2 separate regions of the Mus musculus genome follow, and region 2 is linked to region 1. The links are chromatin contacts, called in public promoter capture Hi-C maps. All regions are on one chromosome and are shown on one strand. The core of a region is the stretch at or near the end of the contact, and the rest is flanking DNA. Distances in the headings are between cores, read along the strand shown.

Evidence for each region. Promoter capture Hi-C pulls out the DNA fragments that hold promoters and counts their contacts.
Region 2: a promoter capture Hi-C map of embryonic stem cells shows a contact between it and region 1, with 5 times the contacts expected there. The contact joins the promoter of Dlc1 here to the promoter of Trmt9b in region 1. A contact is called at or near these places in 3 of 39 promoter capture datasets (embryonic stem cells and stem cell-derived epiblast-like cells) and 1 of 115 datasets of contacts at active chromatin or transcription factors (cardiomyocytes).

The regions. Positions count from the first base shown.
Region 1 is chr8:36,455,908-36,460,890 of GRCm38.p6, forward strand. Trmt9b (tRNA methyltransferase 9B) reads left to right here and starts at 2,179. Exons shown (of 5, transcript NM_176952.5): 1 at 2,179-2,476.
Region 2 is chr8:36,949,964-36,954,946 of GRCm38.p6, forward strand. Dlc1 (deleted in liver cancer 1) reads right to left here and starts at 2,479. Exons shown (of 18, transcript NM_001194940.2): 1 at 2,158-2,479. Gm39166 (a long non-coding RNA gene) reads left to right here and starts at 4,777. Exons shown (of 3, transcript XR_870370.1): 1 at 4,777-4,983.

The DNA of each region.
Region 1 (4,983 bases), core at 929-3,428:
CTCCCTTGCCAAGCCATTGGCTACTGACATCTTTATTGATCAATCAAAAGCCAATTGGGGACAAGAACCCTTAGCATTTGAATCAAAGCATTAGAACCAATCTCCAACACTTCCCTATAGAGATGGCCTGGATTCTGGAACTATGAGCCAAATAAACCCTTTCCCATGAAGATGCTATTACCTATTGCCTGCTGGGTATGTCATCACAACAACAGCAAATCAAAACCAAAAAAAGCTAAGACACCCTCTAATACAGCACACTCCTGCTGGTGAGCTAGACACCAGTATGCCTGACTGAGCTAGTCATGTGGTGGGCAATGCTAGGCTGTATACAGGTTAGCACTGTGGTGCCTGTCTCAGACGTGGGAAGCAAACCATGCTGGGACTGAGGCATGTGCATGCACAAGACAGGTGCTCAGTGACTTCCGTCTTCTTCTGATGTATATGCCAGGACTGAAGATCTAAATAGAGGGTCGGATCAAGTAACGTCATCACCGTCACAATAATGAATAATATCACATAGCGTCGTCATAAAAGGTCATTTAAAAAGGAACCAAGCTAATTAGGCAGTATATAGTGGTTGTTTGTTTGTTTGTTTTGTTTTCTTCTGTTAAGTCCAGAAAAAAAAAACAGGCATTAGCTTCTCAGCATTCTACAGTGGTCTGGTTTCTATAGATGCTACGTCAACACATATCATCATTCATTGTAAGAGAATATTCATTGTTTCTGTTGAAATTCTTCTTACTACGAATGTCATGTGTATCATTACTGACATCTTCATACTATTTCCTTTTTCATTTCTTTAACATTTTATTTATTACTCCATGTGTGTGTGTGTGTCTGTGTGTGTTTATGTGGTTGGCTTTATCACCTGCCACTCCTGCGTCCCATCCTTTTTCCTTGGGTCCTGGCGCTCCTCTGTCACCTCTCCCCTACTTCCTAGCCTGTGCAACAACCCTAAGGGTTCTGTCCCGTCTCCTTTGGCCACTGGCCGCTAACATCTTTATTGATCGATCAGAAACCACATGTGTGCCTCAGCACCTGCAGAGGTTTCTACAGAGGACTAGGAGATGGTTATTTTGTTATTTGTGACATTGCAATAGAAATCCAAACAGAAGTTCTCCCTGGGCCACCCCAGTAGCCTGAGTACTAGAACACTATCCCTGAATTAAACTAATCTCCAGCAGTCCTCCTTGTGGCGTTTTAAATGCACATTGTCTTTGTGAGACCTTAAGATGAGTCCTTACCAACACTTATAACAGGACAGAAACTCAACAACATCAGGGTCTTATCCAAAAGCCAGCAAAGCATTACTGAATGTATTGGGCTCCGACTCCGGGGAACATGTATTTAAAAAAAAAAAAAAAAAGTACAAAGAACCCTGCCTGTAACTGTGTTGTTTACGAATAGGGGTTGAAGGTTACCAGCTAAGACACTGAAAGCAATTAACACTATTATTGCAAAAACAATGATCTATATCCATTTTGGGTGATCGCTTCTATATCCCACCCTGCACTGTTGTGATATACGCGGCTTTTGACCCGCTCGTTTTAGCAAAACATTCAAAAGATTGAGCAAGCGTGCCTGTGCGGTGACAGGCTGGACTTGATTCCTCCAATCCTGAGTCAGCCCACGTGCCCAGATACCCGGTAGGGATTTTTCCTTTACAGTAGGTTGCGGTCAGGATCAAAGGGGAAGAGTTGGGCTCAGGGTCACGTGGTGTCACCACAGGTACTGAGCTGCGCTTAAGGCCCGCCAGGTGTACCCGCCCAGTGGCGTCTCTCCCACTTAGGACCCTTCACCCCACCAGACACTGGAGGTGGGAGACAGGAAGGTCATCCTGAGCCCAGCCTCTGGCGCGTCCGGGCGCGGCGATCGCAGGGGACAGACAGAGCAGCCACACGGCTTGGGCTACGCCGCGCGCCCGCGCCGCGCCGAGCCGACTCGGAGGCGCCGCGGGCTTGCGGTTGTAGCCTGGGGAGAGGTGAGGGCGGGCCCAGGCGGTGGGGACTCCGCTGGGTGGGGGTCGTGGGAAGTCGCAGCTGTCACTCTGGCGCCCAAGCGGTGCAGCTCGGCAGGAGGTCCCCACCGGAGCCTGAATGCGCGCGGCCTCGCGGCTGCATTCCAACTTCTCTACGGAGCCGCGCTCTAGCCCGGGCGCGCGCTTCCGTCCCGCGCGTACTCCCAAAAACCCTTCCCCGCCCCCTGTCCCTCTCTCTAGTCCTCTCCCTTTCATTCTCACGCTCCTAGGCCGACCCGTGGAAGTTGCATCCTGGATAGCCCGGGCTGCGCTACTGAAGAGCTCCGAGCTAGAGCTCGGCCGAGCCTCCCGCCCGGATCCCGGGCAAAGACCGCCCAAAACCTGGTGCTGACCTTCGTCTGCACCGCTCTATGGTGACCCGAATCTCCGCTGCCCGAGTTGCAGCGGCTGTGCACCCCAAGGACTGCCAGAGCGCCCGGGAATCTGCAAGCCTGGGTGAGTTCCTGGTCTTTCTCGGCCATCCTTGTTAATGGTGGGAGAACCTGTTTACCCTGCAAACTTGAGATGTGACCAAAGCAGAGCAGCATGCCTTGCAGGACGTTTTTCAGATGGCAGGGAGGATAAATAGGCTCTCGGAGTCCAAGGCGACAAGCTCAGAAGTATAAAGGTGAAGTTGTATTTTTGTTTCTGGTCGCACGTGTATCTTTCCCTTTAAAAGCCGTGACTTGGGAAATGGTTTTCTACCCAGCAGGAGGCGGGAACTAAGATAACTCAGCAGCCTGAAAGTTTCCAAAGCTGAGAATGAAAATACAGTTTATTGGAAGGAAAGTCAAAACAGGATGGTGGGATCTATACAATGATACGTGCCTCCTGTGTGCGCCTGTTAGAATTAACTTGAGCTCTTTGTCAGAAATAACATATAAAAAGAGACAAAGATGCAAACAACTCCGAGCCCGGCCTTTCTTTATGTATTAGTTGGTGTGCATGAAATCTTTAAAATGCACCTAGGAAATTTCATGCAGGAAAAGACTATATCCGTCTAGCTTGGAAATTAAGGTTATTCCTAATACACCAGTAAAGGGCATTTAACACTCCCCCTCCCCAGCCCCCAGATAAAAGCACTGTTATTCCTATAGCCCGTTAAGGTATCTATTCTTTCTGCTTCCTGGGGGGGGGTGATTAATTTGTATTGAAATTTAGTGAAGGGAAAGTTGTTGGATTTTTCAGAGATCAAGAAGCCTGCTACAGCCGTGTAAACAGCTCTGGTGATGTGATCCATCAGTGACCTAGGGACACTTGGGGTGGGTCTCTGGAGATAAAGATCTCTGGGGAGGAATGTCCAGGAGCCACTGGCTGGCTGTGTGTGGTGCATTTAAAAGGAGACTGTGACAAGTTGCAAAGCATCCAATCACTAAGGAAACCATTGCAAAGAACTGCTGCTTTGTTGATGGCCACGTCTGAAAAGAGGGCCCTCTATAGGCTCCGTTCCTCACTGGAAAGAAAGCCTGCCTCTAGAAAGATCTGGTTGCTCTAAAGATGCTCTTTGAAAATACTTCATCCTTTGGCGTGTGTGTGTGTGTGTGTGTGTGTGTGTGTGTGTGTGTGTGTGTGTCTTGGTATATCTAAGGTAGTTCAGGTATTCTAATGTTTCTCCTTGCGGAAGGGATGGTGACATTGAAAATGACTGGTCTGCATAGTTAAGAACTTAACCTGATTTTAAATGTAGGGACCAGGGGGCAGAGCATTCCCACGAAACTGTAAACCTTCATTTTGTGTGTTTGTTTGTTTGTTTGTTTTATAAAGCTGAATCTTACTGGTTTGGAGGACTCTAAACAAGAAGTGCTAAGTGGGCTTAGTTCTGAAGTGTCTGCTTCTTTAAGACTTGGGCTATGTGTGTCTATCTGACTATCAAGGTTCTGTCACTGCTTTGAAGAAGCCACAAGCCAGACACAGTTGGCAATACAGAGTAACTTGATGTTGAGAGGACAGTTCTCGGTGATGCTCTGGCTCTGATTAGGATCTGAGCAAAAGATGTCATTGGAATGAGCCTTTGGCATGGCCAGTTGTCGTGATCTGTCGTCGTCCACGTCTGTGGTCATCTGTACATTCCTGGTCTCACTCTTACACAAAGGAGGATGTGTTCTAGATATGTAGCGGGGAAGTGTGAGGAAAGCTGCCAACTGTGTTTGAGGAGAGACGGGGGTGTGGGGGGGCGGGGGGGGGGGACTAAATCCAAACTGAGCTCAACTCATAATTGGATCCCCAAGAACCCTGGAAGAAGAGTGATGTTAAGAGGTTAGGTGAGTGCCCCTTAGCTTTTGTGACTCACTTCTCCAGATAGCCTGAGAGAGAAATTTGCTTAAGACCCTTTGATGAGAGGTTCTTCTCAAAGTGAGTGAATGTCATTCATTATTAGGGGACACTTCGAAACCAAAGAAACCAAAGAAGCAAGTAAGGAGGGCTTTCTTTCTTTCTTTCTTTCTTTCTTTCTTTCTTTCTTTCTTTCTTTCTTTCTTTCTTTCTTTCTTTCTTTCTTTCTTTGAGCTGTAACTAAATCTTCTAAACTGAAACCTGGCTCAAGCCTTTTCCTCATCTGTGACATGGGCATAATGACTTCTCTCTGAAGGCAGTTGTGGGGAGTGCATAAGTGGTGATTGTAAAATGCTTAGTTTGCTTTTAAAGGTGAGCAATTATAAAGAGTGGGTAGAGGGTCTGGAGAGACACTTCCATGGTAAATAGTACTCAAGGCTCTCACTCAGAGAACCAAGAGGTCATATCCCAGCATGGGAGCATCAGGCATAAATGCCTATAACTCCAGGTGTCCAAGGGATGAAACACCTCCTTCTGGTCCCTCTGGGCACTTGTATACACACACACACAAACCCATTTGTGTGTGCACGTGCACATATCTGGGGGAGGGGAGGAGACAGGCAGAGAGACACACTGGGTAGAAATAGAAGTGAACTGGGTGTATTGACACAAGTGACACCCCCCTGCAGTTG
Region 2 (4,983 bases), core at 1,229-3,728, 490 kb after region 1:
GAAGTAGAAACAAATTAATTTTATGGCTGGGAGTCATCACAACATGAGAAACTCTTAAAGGGTCCCAGCATTAGGAAGGTTGAGAACCACTGTACTAGAGAATATTATTGAGACCATAGAGTATATGTGTGGACTAAAGGTGGAAAAAAATGTAGAATGCACACACTTGCATTTTCTTATGGAGCCTCTTGGCTCTTAGAATTGGAAATAGGGGGCAGAAATATCTAACTGAGATAATAGAGAGATTGTTGAGAGTCTTGAGGCAATTATAAGTGAGGGTCTTAAAATTACACCTGAAGGTCATTGGTAGGGATAACGTTTTTACTGTGCCAGTTGAGTATAAGGTTATGAAAGGGGCAAGTTCCTCATTAGGTCATTTTCTTGAAAGACACACTGGTTTTAAATGAGTTATTTAAATGACTCATTATAGCATATAGGTTGGCTGGCTTGACATGAGAATAAGATTTAGCAAAATAGTCATTAAAAAAAAAAAGCAACTACTTTAAAGTCTGAGATGAGAGCCTAATGAATCCTTTTAAGAAATCTTAGCCATTGAGAAAACGGTGTTAATCAGAAAGGTTGATTTTCTTTTCAGAGAAGGAGAATTCTAATTTCCTTTTTGAAAGTTGGCCTCCTGTAGGTGGACACAATGATACTTTGTTGTGCATAGTTATTGTTTGAGAGTAAGGTCTGTGGTACAAAGCCCATAACACATGAGGCAGGGGACTATGGTTCCCTTGTCATCTAGTGTCCTAGCCAGCTGTGTGACCTTGGACAGTACACTTTTGAATGCTATTCTTTAGCTTCCTCATTGGTGATCCCTGACAACACCAGAGAGTGATATTTTAATGCTCTTTCTTTCCCTGAAAGGAAAATTCTACTTGGTCGTTTTGTAAAATATTTCAGACTATATTGCACATAGTAGGCAATTGCTCTCCTAAAGCCACAGAATTTCACTTCCTACATAGTAAAATCTGCTTTTTCTCATTTTTAAAAGCTTAACAAAGTTTAAATTGTTAGCAACAACATCAAAGCATCAATATAAATCACTCTAGGCTAGAAATTAAAAATTCTATTAGCTAACACACCAAATGGTCATCTTGTCCTTTATAGAAGTTTATGATTAACATCCTTATTGGTTTCTTATGATCCTACTGGCAAACCTGTTATCCATCCTTCACTTACTGCATTTTGTGTTTGGTTCACAGATTTGGAGATAGGCATAATATCTTTGCATACTATTCCATACAATTTTCCAAAAATAATTTCCTTCTAAATATAACATCATCTTTGTTATTGTAACTCTGGGTTATATCAGCCATTGCTACATTTATTTACTCCGGGACCACACATTTAACCATTAAGACAATTTAGAAGGCTGAAGCATGGTGACTATTTGACTTGACGATGACAGAAAATACGAATGAATGGTCAGCTAGATTCTCCCATGACTGATGTGATTGTACAGATTTGCTTCAGCAACACGGAGTGTTCATACAACATGAGATCTGAGCGGCGAATCCAAGTTTAATGTTAACAAAACCCGATTCTGACACTTATGTTCCCAAACTGAAATTAAATGTGCAGAGACAGAAATAACCTGTAAACTTGTATGTCATTACTTCTCTTAAAATAACAATTTACGTTGTGTGTTAGTAACAGGGTAAGTGACTGAAACTAGCTGGAAATACTAGAGAATTTGATTTTCAGAGTTTTCAGTAAGACGCTGATTATTGTTTGAAAGCACATTACTAAGAAAAAACGTTATAATGTTATGTCCTCTTTTTGTTGGGAAAACAGAGAGGAGAAAGGAGTTTCTAAAGTTTCACACTTCAATCTGAGAAGATTCATTGGCCCCCAGATATGCTACACCTATCAGCAGCGGCGCGTTACAGATGGATTGGTCAGTAAGTTAAGAATAAAAAGAAATCAGAAGAAAACATTTCTGCATGGGGAAAGAGACTCGAGCTACGTGGAACATATTTTAGAAATGACATTTTGCTCAAAAGATTTTGACTCCCCGCTGTCTACTGACTACACAGTTTTCCCCCTTCTGCTTTTCAGGGCTCAGCTCTGAAAGCAGTCAACAGCTGGCTGAAGATGGCAAGGTTTTCCAGCTCTGTCTCCTACATGACAGTCGCAGCAGCAGCCTCTTACCTGGACCAGGAGTTGCTGTTACCGCCAAGGCATGATGCTATTCCAGCCAGGCTAGGAGAGGAGTCTGTCCCGGTTAGCGGCTCCAAAAAATCTAAGTTCACATTGCTGGCTGAGGTCACGGCTCTATTCTGAGCAGTTCTCCTTAACGCAGTGTGTGATTCTAACAAAAAACCCCCTCTGCAGCTGGAGAGAGCCTCAGCTAACGCCGGATCCTGTCAAGGCGTTCCTAGTGACTTCTGTCCTCTAAATGCAGACTGATGTTTTGCGAGAGAGGGGCCTCCACCAGCAGGCCCAGATTGCCTGCAAAGTATTTCCTGCCTCCGAGAAGTTTGCATGTGAGAAAGCCTGCACGAAGCCGGAGGGGAGGGGCTGAGCAGAGCCGCCTGGGCGTTGAAGCTCTGATTTTACACAGAACCAAAGTGAGTTTGTCAAAGCTCTTGAGATGATTAGTTAGCGTCAGAAAGTCCTAGAGTCCTTCCTATCCCACAGGGCTCGTGGAAAACAAGGAAGGAAGAGAGTGCAGCTCTCCCCTCTGCACAGTGTTACTTTCTACTGTGTTAAATGGAGAACACTTCTCCTAATTCTCATTTCAAAAGTTTTCTAAGACAGATGAAGTCTGAGCCTTTTAATACCGTAATTCTTCTAAAGTTTAGAACCTTAAAAAATAACTTCAAAATTTAAATCCTGGACTTGGGGAAGGAAAAAAAATCTGTAAGTAAAATTCCGAGAATCGAGGAAACAGAGAATTTTCTTCTCTCTCTCTCATCCCCAGAATTCTGAACAGAACACAGTGGTTTGTGTTACAGCACGTGAAGCCTCCTTACCTCCAGTAAGGGATCCTCCAGTTACAGACAACCACGGCTGCAAAGGCTGGAAAGGCTGGAGAAGGCAGACTCCATCTTGATCAAGTTAGAAGTCCTGCTGACATAAAACACTTGCGATGCTTCCTCCAGCATGGCCGAGTCTCTCAATCACATCTCTAAAGTGGCTAGCAGAGTGTATGCCTCCTTCCCCAGACAGCTTGTGAACTCTCATCTGTTTATCTTTTCTGCTTTTGTGCCTCCACTGCGTGACTTCCTCCTAGCTGCTCCGGCCTGGGAGCTAGGACTACCATTTGGTTTTGATTAAAACCAGACAGCCAACTCTGGAGAATTTAGGGAATAAGCTAATGGAAACTGCGAATATGGCTTTAATTAGTGCATCAATTAATAATAGATGTTAGCTTGTCTTATAATAAGATGTCACAAATGCAGAGCTCAAATCATTTCTGGAAAGAATTCATACAGAGTCTCTTTTATGACCCAGAGTTCTCCCTCAGGGAAAGTGCAAGGGTAAGACGGACAGTGGCCTTGGGACATGTAGGTTTGTGGCCAGGCCAGTGGGATAGCTTCCTTGTTTACACCAGAGAAACGGGAAACAACATCTGTCCATTTATCTTATTTGGTTGAAACTACTCAGTAATCGTTCCCTTTCATTTTAGTTACATTAAAAGAGTTCATTCTATAGCTCTAGGTGACTTAACTAGTCCTTTAAAAAATGATTAGGAATTCGATGAATCTAATTATTGACTCTGTGTGAGGGTTGTACAATTTTAGCTTGTCAATAATATAAAATTTAAGAATAATTCCAATATCCAAGTAAGAAATAAGTATAAAACCACATAATGAGATGCAGGAGAAATTAAGCCTGCATGTCTCAACAGCTGTCCTCTTATCTGAACGCTAAGTGGTTTTTCATTGTTTATATATATTCTCAGGTGGTCTTAATTTCTACAAATGCATGCAGGTCTTCCAGTATCATAATGGCCATCTTTTACTTTTCCTTGACAACACCGTGTAGGTGATAACTTGACCAAGTATGATGTTAGAGCTACTGCATCTTTTTTCACTGGACAACTGACATAGCTCAGAAAACACAATTTAGACAAAAGTCAAATAGGAAAAACAGGTTTAAGCCATGCACAAGCTGAAACATGAGATGATTCTAACATAAACATACTAGCAGGGCTTGCCATGGGGACAAAGGTCTGGAACCCCAGCTCTTGGGAGACAGGAGTACAAGTTTAGCTTAGTCTTCATAGAAAGACCATGCCAATAATAATTTTTTTCTTTTTTGCAGAGATATCCCAGTCACTAAAGTGCTTACCACATTGAGTGATTCAAGGTTCTGAGTGCAAAATCCAGAACCCACCTAAAAATAGTTGAGTATGGCGATGCATGCCTGTAATATCAGCACAGGTGAGGCAGCTGAATTCTGAGAGCTCACTGGCTAGCCCTACTTAATGAGTTCGAGTCCCGAGAAAGTTTGATTAAATAAAGAAAAATGGCACCAGAGCAATGACTCAAAGGTTGTCCTAGAACATATATGTACATAAACACACACACACACACACACACACACACACACACACACACACACCTCACAAAGGCACACATACAAAATAGAGCCAAAATGGGAATAATGAACCCACCCCATGGATTTATTCTCAAATATAATATGTTGACAGAAAGACTTAAAATTTGAGATGGAAAATCATACAAGTTAAAAATATGATTATTTAGATTATTTAAATCTAAATTAAAAATTTAAAGCCCATTCATACATTCCTTCCTTGGTGCCACTTATTTTTCTGGTCCTAAGGGTTGCACCCAGGACCTTACAGTAGGCAAGGGCTCTACCTATGAGCTGCAAGCCCAGCCCATCAGTCATTCATTATTTAAAGTCTATTTATCCTCGTATTCAAATCCTTGCGTTGTCACTGCTTTTCCCAGCATTCCTTGTACTTTTATTTTTACAAATAAAGTACTAGGAAATAGTTTTCTCCCA